Regions from separate parts of the Sus scrofa genome. Here region 1 is linked to region 2. A link is a contact called in public Hi-C data. All regions are on one chromosome and are shown on one strand. The core of a region is the stretch at or near the end of the contact, and the rest is flanking DNA. Distances in the headings are between cores, read along the strand shown. Region 1 holds the start of LOC100627422. Region 2 has its middle 100 kb from the start of PIK3AP1.

What was found. A called contact is a pair of places that touch in the nucleus more often than the background predicts.
Region 1: a Hi-C map of alveolar macrophages shows a contact between it and region 2, with 1.7 times the contacts expected there. The contact joins the promoter of LOC100627422 here to the enhancer-like site in region 2. A contact is called at or near these places in 1 of 5 promoter capture datasets (liver), 7 of 47 Hi-C or Micro-C datasets (alveolar macrophages, blood, embryonic fibroblasts and 2 more) and 2 of 2 datasets of contacts at active chromatin or transcription factors (alveolar macrophages and skeletal muscle).

Annotation. Positions count from the first base shown.
Region 1 is chr14:108,302,387-108,305,353 of Sscrofa11.1, forward strand. It overlaps LOC100627422, which reads left to right and starts at 1,624. Exons shown (of 8, transcript XM_021074303.1): 1 at 1,624-1,759; 2 at 2,777-2,850. It also overlaps a transcript of PIK3AP1 not described here.
Region 2 is chr14:108,262,335-108,265,034 of Sscrofa11.1, forward strand. It overlaps a transcript of PIK3AP1 not described here. Among named protein-coding and RNA genes, the nearest start is that of PIK3AP1, 100 kb to the left of the region's middle. Within about 2 kb of position 1,312, at least 3 of the 83 cell types and tissues checked have an H3K27ac peak or open chromatin away from gene starts, as enhancers often do. A contact at or near this core is called in alveolar macrophages, where this site is marked.

The sequences.
Region 1 (2,967 bases), core at 374-2,873, 40 kb after region 2:
CGGTGAAGAAAGTTTCAGGTTGGCGACATCTCGCCATCCTACGTGCAGGATGGCTGTCCACAGCAATCTTTTATCTTGTTTTTGTTCTATCCCCTCACCACTCAGGATAGTTTCATGTACAAAGAAATTCAATACTTCCTGACTTAATAGCTTGTTCATGTTTATTTGACATACTCTTAACCAATGAAATATTGTGGACTTCTGAGAATGGAAACATGACTGCTTTTAAGATTTAGGGGGCTAAAGGTGCCTTTCTATCCATACCTCTCAAATCCCTCCTACCCAAGAGACCCACCCAATCCATCTCCTTATGGATGGACAGGCGATTCCACAAGTACCTGGTTCAGAGAACCAAGGCCACAGCCTTTGAAAGGACAAAAATCAATACACCAATGGGATCCTTGATGTCAACCATGTCTAATGACTTTGTATTACCTACTATAGTAATTAAAATTAAGCCTTCAAATTTAAATTTAAATATCTAAAAGCAGGAATACACCATCCTTAATTTTAAACCCCAAAGGTGGGGAAGAGATCAGAATCCTAGGGTACTGGGCCTACTGGTGAAGAGGGATCTATACCGGTTTTTCTTTTGGTTTTGCATTCTGCCCCCGCTCCCACCCCATCTCAACCAAACCCGCTGCATTTTCTCTCTCTTTTAGTTTCACCTTTTCCCTCTCTTTTCTCTTTTTCTCCCAAATAAGTCAAATAATTAAGATCAGGATCATGTTTAAACGGAACAGTTAGTGCCCTGCGCAGGGTGATTTGATAATTCCAGGTTTTCAACTGAAAAATCCCCTTTGTCATCGGAAATATTTCTCTTCGAGTCCTTTCCTGAAATATTAAGCCACTTTGCAACACTCTGCTTTAATTATCATTAATTAAGTACTTCTTTGAAATATCATTCGCACTTTAGCACAATTTTCTTAAACCCCTTTCCACACACACAGGAGGGGTTCTAAATATGCCGACTTTAGAATTTTGCCTTGCTAGTAGAAATCTAGTTTTTCACATTTAAAACGTTTGATTTTTTTTTTTTTTTTAAACTGGGTTCCCGAATGCCGACTGCCTTTCAGTGACTTAATAAAATGTATCTTTCTCACCTTGAAAAACTTTAGGGCTCAGTGCTTCTACTGGCATCCAGGCATTTATTCTTATTCTGCTTCTTAAACAGGCTCCTGGGAGGAGCAGTTTCGACCCAGAAGTTCAGAGAAGCAGTTACCACAGAACTTGCAACAGTTGGTATCGGGCGAAAGGCAGGCTGGAAGTGATAAATGAGGCTGGTTTAAGAAACAAAAAGCCCCGGGAAGGGAAAGAAGGGACCGCCGTGGCCTTGGGGGACAGCGCGGCGGCGGCGCCGGGCCGGCGGGGCCAAGCTCCTGCCGTGGGAAGGCTCCTTCCTGGGCGACCAGAGGCGGCGGCCGCGGCTCAGCACCGCGGGGACCGCAAGCTAAGCGAGGAGCGCCGCGCCGTGTGTGGGGCAGGCGCGCGCCCAGGATGCCCCCCGGGCCACGCCGGGGCCAAGCGAGGTGAGGCCGGCTCTGCCCCCGCACCGCCCCCGGCGGGAGGCGCGTCGCCCAGGCCGCGGGTGCGTGCGCGGCCCCGGGCGACGCGGCTGGGCGTGCGCGGGGCCGCGGCGGAGGCAGGGCCGGGCGGGCGGCAGAAGATGGCGAGGGTGTGTAGGCGGCAGCAATGCTCCGTTGAGAGACGCGGCTTTCGGCAAGAACTGGACTCGTGGCGCCACAAGCTCATTCACTGTGTAGGTGAGACTCTTCCCCAGCCGCTTCCGGACCTCGGGCTGCCCCGCCGCCGGCCGCCCCGGACGAGGGAGGGAGCCGGGACAGCAATTGCCGCTCCGGCCCGCCCGCCCTCTTTGGCTTGGGCGTCCCCCTCCCCCACCCCCCGGAGCGCGGGCGCGCGCGACCTCCGGGCGGGCTTTCCCCACTCGGGCCCGAGCGCGCGCGCCGGCCCCTCCTCTTTGCGCGCCCTCCCCGGGGAGGGCTCTTGGGCGGGAGCGCGTGCCCCTCCCCTCCCCTCCCTCTCTCTGCCCTCCCTCCCTGCCCGGCGGCCCGGCGCCGCCGCTGGCTTTTTGTGGAGACTCGTCCCGCAGCGTTGCCGCTTGACGGGGGACGCCGCTGCCAGTCCCGTGGTGCCCGGGGCGGGGGCGCGTGCTGGGCCGCAGCTTGGTCCCCTCCTCCGCTGCGGCCGGCGCCTTCCGCGTCCCGCGCTGCCCCTCCCCCCACGCACGGCGGCAGCGCGCGCCCCTCGCCTCGCGTGCACGGGCGGCGGGCGCTCGGGCGTGTGCGAGGCGTGAGGTGGAGATGGGGGCGGAGGGAGCCGGAGCTGTCACAGGCCCCGGGTCCGCCTGACCGAGCCAAGTGGGGTGTCATGGCCGCGGGGGGCAGCGGCTGCACTTCCTCTGCGGGCGGCGGCGGCGGCAGCGGCCGGGGAGTTAATCCTCGACGCTCGGGTCGGTGTGTGTGTATTTGTGTTCAGTGTGTGCACGGCGGGAGGAAGGGGGGGGTGGGACCGGTCCGACCGGGAAGCCGGAGCTGGGGTCGCTCTTGTGCTCTTCTGGGGGATTTTCCGGAGCCGTCGCCGCACGAAGAGCCTCGTCCGCCCCGCCCCCCCCCCTCGCCTCCCGGACCTCGGGGCGCCTCGAGTGGCTTTTTCCCCCGCGGGCAGGAGGGAGTGTGGACCGGGGCGCTCCGGGAGGGGCCGGGCGGCCGAGCAGCGCCTCTCACACTATGTGTTTTGTCTGTTTTTCTCTCCCAAGGTCCCGTTTCCCTCTGTGCGGCGGCCGGCGGGACCATAAGGGCTTAACTCATATATTTAACCCCCCTCCAAAAAGTAAGTGGCCCGTTTGGTGTCTCCGCTCCGCCCGCCGCCCCCTAGCCCCAGTCCGTCCTGTGTCTGACTCTCCTGTTCTCCAGCATTGTTATTTCCCCATCTTTGCTTCGGTGCTGC
Region 2 (2,700 bases), core at 62-2,561:
CCTCTAAACAAATTTAGGAGTTCCCGTTGTGGTGCAGTGGTTAGCGAATCCGACTAGGAACCATGAGGTTGCGGGTTCAGTCCCTGGCCTTGCTCAGTGGGTTAAGGATCTGGCATTGCTGTAAGCTGTGGTGTAGGTCGCAGACGCGGCTCGGATCCCGAGTTGCTGTGGCTCTGGCGTAGGCTGGCGGCTACAGCTCCGATTAGACCCCTAGCCTGGGAACCTCCATATGCTGCGGGAGCGGCCCAAGAAATGGCAAAAAGACAAAAAAAAAAAAAAAAAAAATTAAATTAAAAAAATTTAATTTTTTTTTTTAAATTTTATGGCTATGCCCCAGATATATGGAAGTTCCCAGACCAGGGATTGAGCCCCAGCTGCAGCTTCAACCTATGCTGCCATCAGATTTTCTTTTTTTCTTTTTTTTTTTTTTTTCTTTTCCTTTTTAGGGCCGCACCTATGGCGTATGGAATTTCCCAGGCTAGGGATTGAACTGGAGCTGCAACTGCAGGCCTATGCCACAGCCACAGCAACTGCAACATCCGAGCCATGTCTGCAACCTACACCACAGCTCACAGAAACGCCAGATCCCCGACCACTGATCAAGGACAGGAATCAAACACGAATCCTCATGGATTCTAGTTGGATTCGTTTCCGCTGTGCCACAAAGGGCCAGATTCCTAACTCACTCAACCACACTGGGAACTTCCAGCTGTAAATATTTCTGAGGAATCAAAACATTTTGAAATTCGTTATAGAAATCACAGTCGAGGTCTGAAAGGAAAATAAGTTGATTTTTAAAAAAAAATTAAATGTTACATGAATTAATAGTAGGGATGAGATTTGGTAAAGGGAGATTTTGGTCTGCACAAATAGTGAGGAAAAGATCTAGACGTAAGTGATTTGCCAGTGTTTTCTCAGTAATCCTAAGAGGAAAAAATACACTGATTTGAGATGGTTGGTCCTAAACATTTCAGTAAAAAAAAAAATTTTTTTGAGTTGAATGGACAGTTTATCTGTCTCCTATACTAAGATTAAGAGAAATACTTCTAAAAGAACATCCTACTCCTTTTGTTCTGTTAAAGAACAATACAAAATGGAGATCGAACTTGAAATTTCCCTGAACCATGTAAGCAAAACTAAATCTAGTTATTTCTTGTAAATGTCTTTGATAATCATAATAGAAACTTAAGTCATCTTCCTAAAAATGGTAAAAAAAAAAAAAAAAAAAAAAAAAAAGATACTTTTAACCAATCCCCTACCATCTGGAAAGGCCCCAACAGTGTAGTAACCAATCACTGTAAAGATTAAGCAACTTCCTCATTTTCACTTTATAAGCCATCCTGTAAGGTCATGCCTCTGAACCTCCTATCAGTTTTGTATTTCAAAGTTCTTGGTTTGCAAACCCTTGTTGCAGTATGTGCCATGAACTCTTATTAAATCCTATTTTACAGACCTGGTGGTTTTAATTTCACTACTTCTGAATTTTTGACAGTTCTCGTTCTGTTTTTACCTTTATGATTTGGTCTCATGTTCATATCCACTAGAACAGTAAGTCTTATACACTTGTAATGTTCTATTAAAAATGCTAAAAATAGACCCTAGGTATATTGGTCAGTAGAGCCCACCTTAGAAACTCATCTTGAACTTGCAGTGTCTTTACAAAGAGGTTCCATCAGTCTTGGCAACATCTACAACAGTAAGATTCTGGGAGGCCAGTGTTCAGAGGGCACCTGGGGGCATAGGTGGTCCTATACGGGAACTGCTTTCTCATCTCTTTGGCTCAGTGTTCCTATCAGGAACAAGTCTTCCTCAAGGGACAGCAATTCCTATTAGACTCCAAGGATATGTGGTGGGCAAATAACCAGGAAAGGAAAACAAAGTAGAGATAAGTGATAAAAATTAGGGAATCTTAGGCAGATGTACTGTTCTTAAGTCATGGTGATCATTTTCATCTACATATAACTAGACTTTAATTGATTTACTATTAGACAAATTGGCATTGTAAGATAATTTCCTTCTTAGGATTTATGAGATTATGTTGTTGTTTGCATTACTTACATAGTGTATATTCTTCTTCAAAACACTCTCACCTTGTCTCAGGAACAATAAAAGGGAAAGAGTTTCCCTAACTTCCCCCAACTTTTTGAATATAGAGAAGTGCCAGGTGTTCCTCTAGCACAATAATACTTGGATTTCAATGACTTTAAGGATCTGCTATATTCAAAATCAAGATTTCTATCTCCCAACCCTGTTTGATCTTACTGTACGGCCAGAATGGAGAACCCCCAATGCATGTGTTTTACCCTTTTTAAAAGCATTTTCACATGCCATCCTTTAAACTTTGCTAAATGGCCCCTTTCCCTAACCTCAAGCAGTTAAGAGTATGTAGTATGACTTAGTGTAGCCAGTTTTATGTTCAGCCTGGAATATTGACTTTTGAGAGAATGCTTGCAAAGTCTCAGGGCCAATTAGAAATTATTCTTAAGAGAGTTCCCGTCATGGTGCAGTGGAAATGAATCCGACTAGGAACCATGAGGTTGCAGGTTCAATCCCTAGTGTCGCTCAGTGGGTTAAGGATCTGGTGTTGCCGTGAGCTGTGGTGTAGGTCCACAGATGCGGCTTGGATCTGGCGTTGCTGTGGCTGTGGCTGGCAGCCGTAGCTCTGATTTGACCCATAGCCTGGGAACCTCCATATGCCGA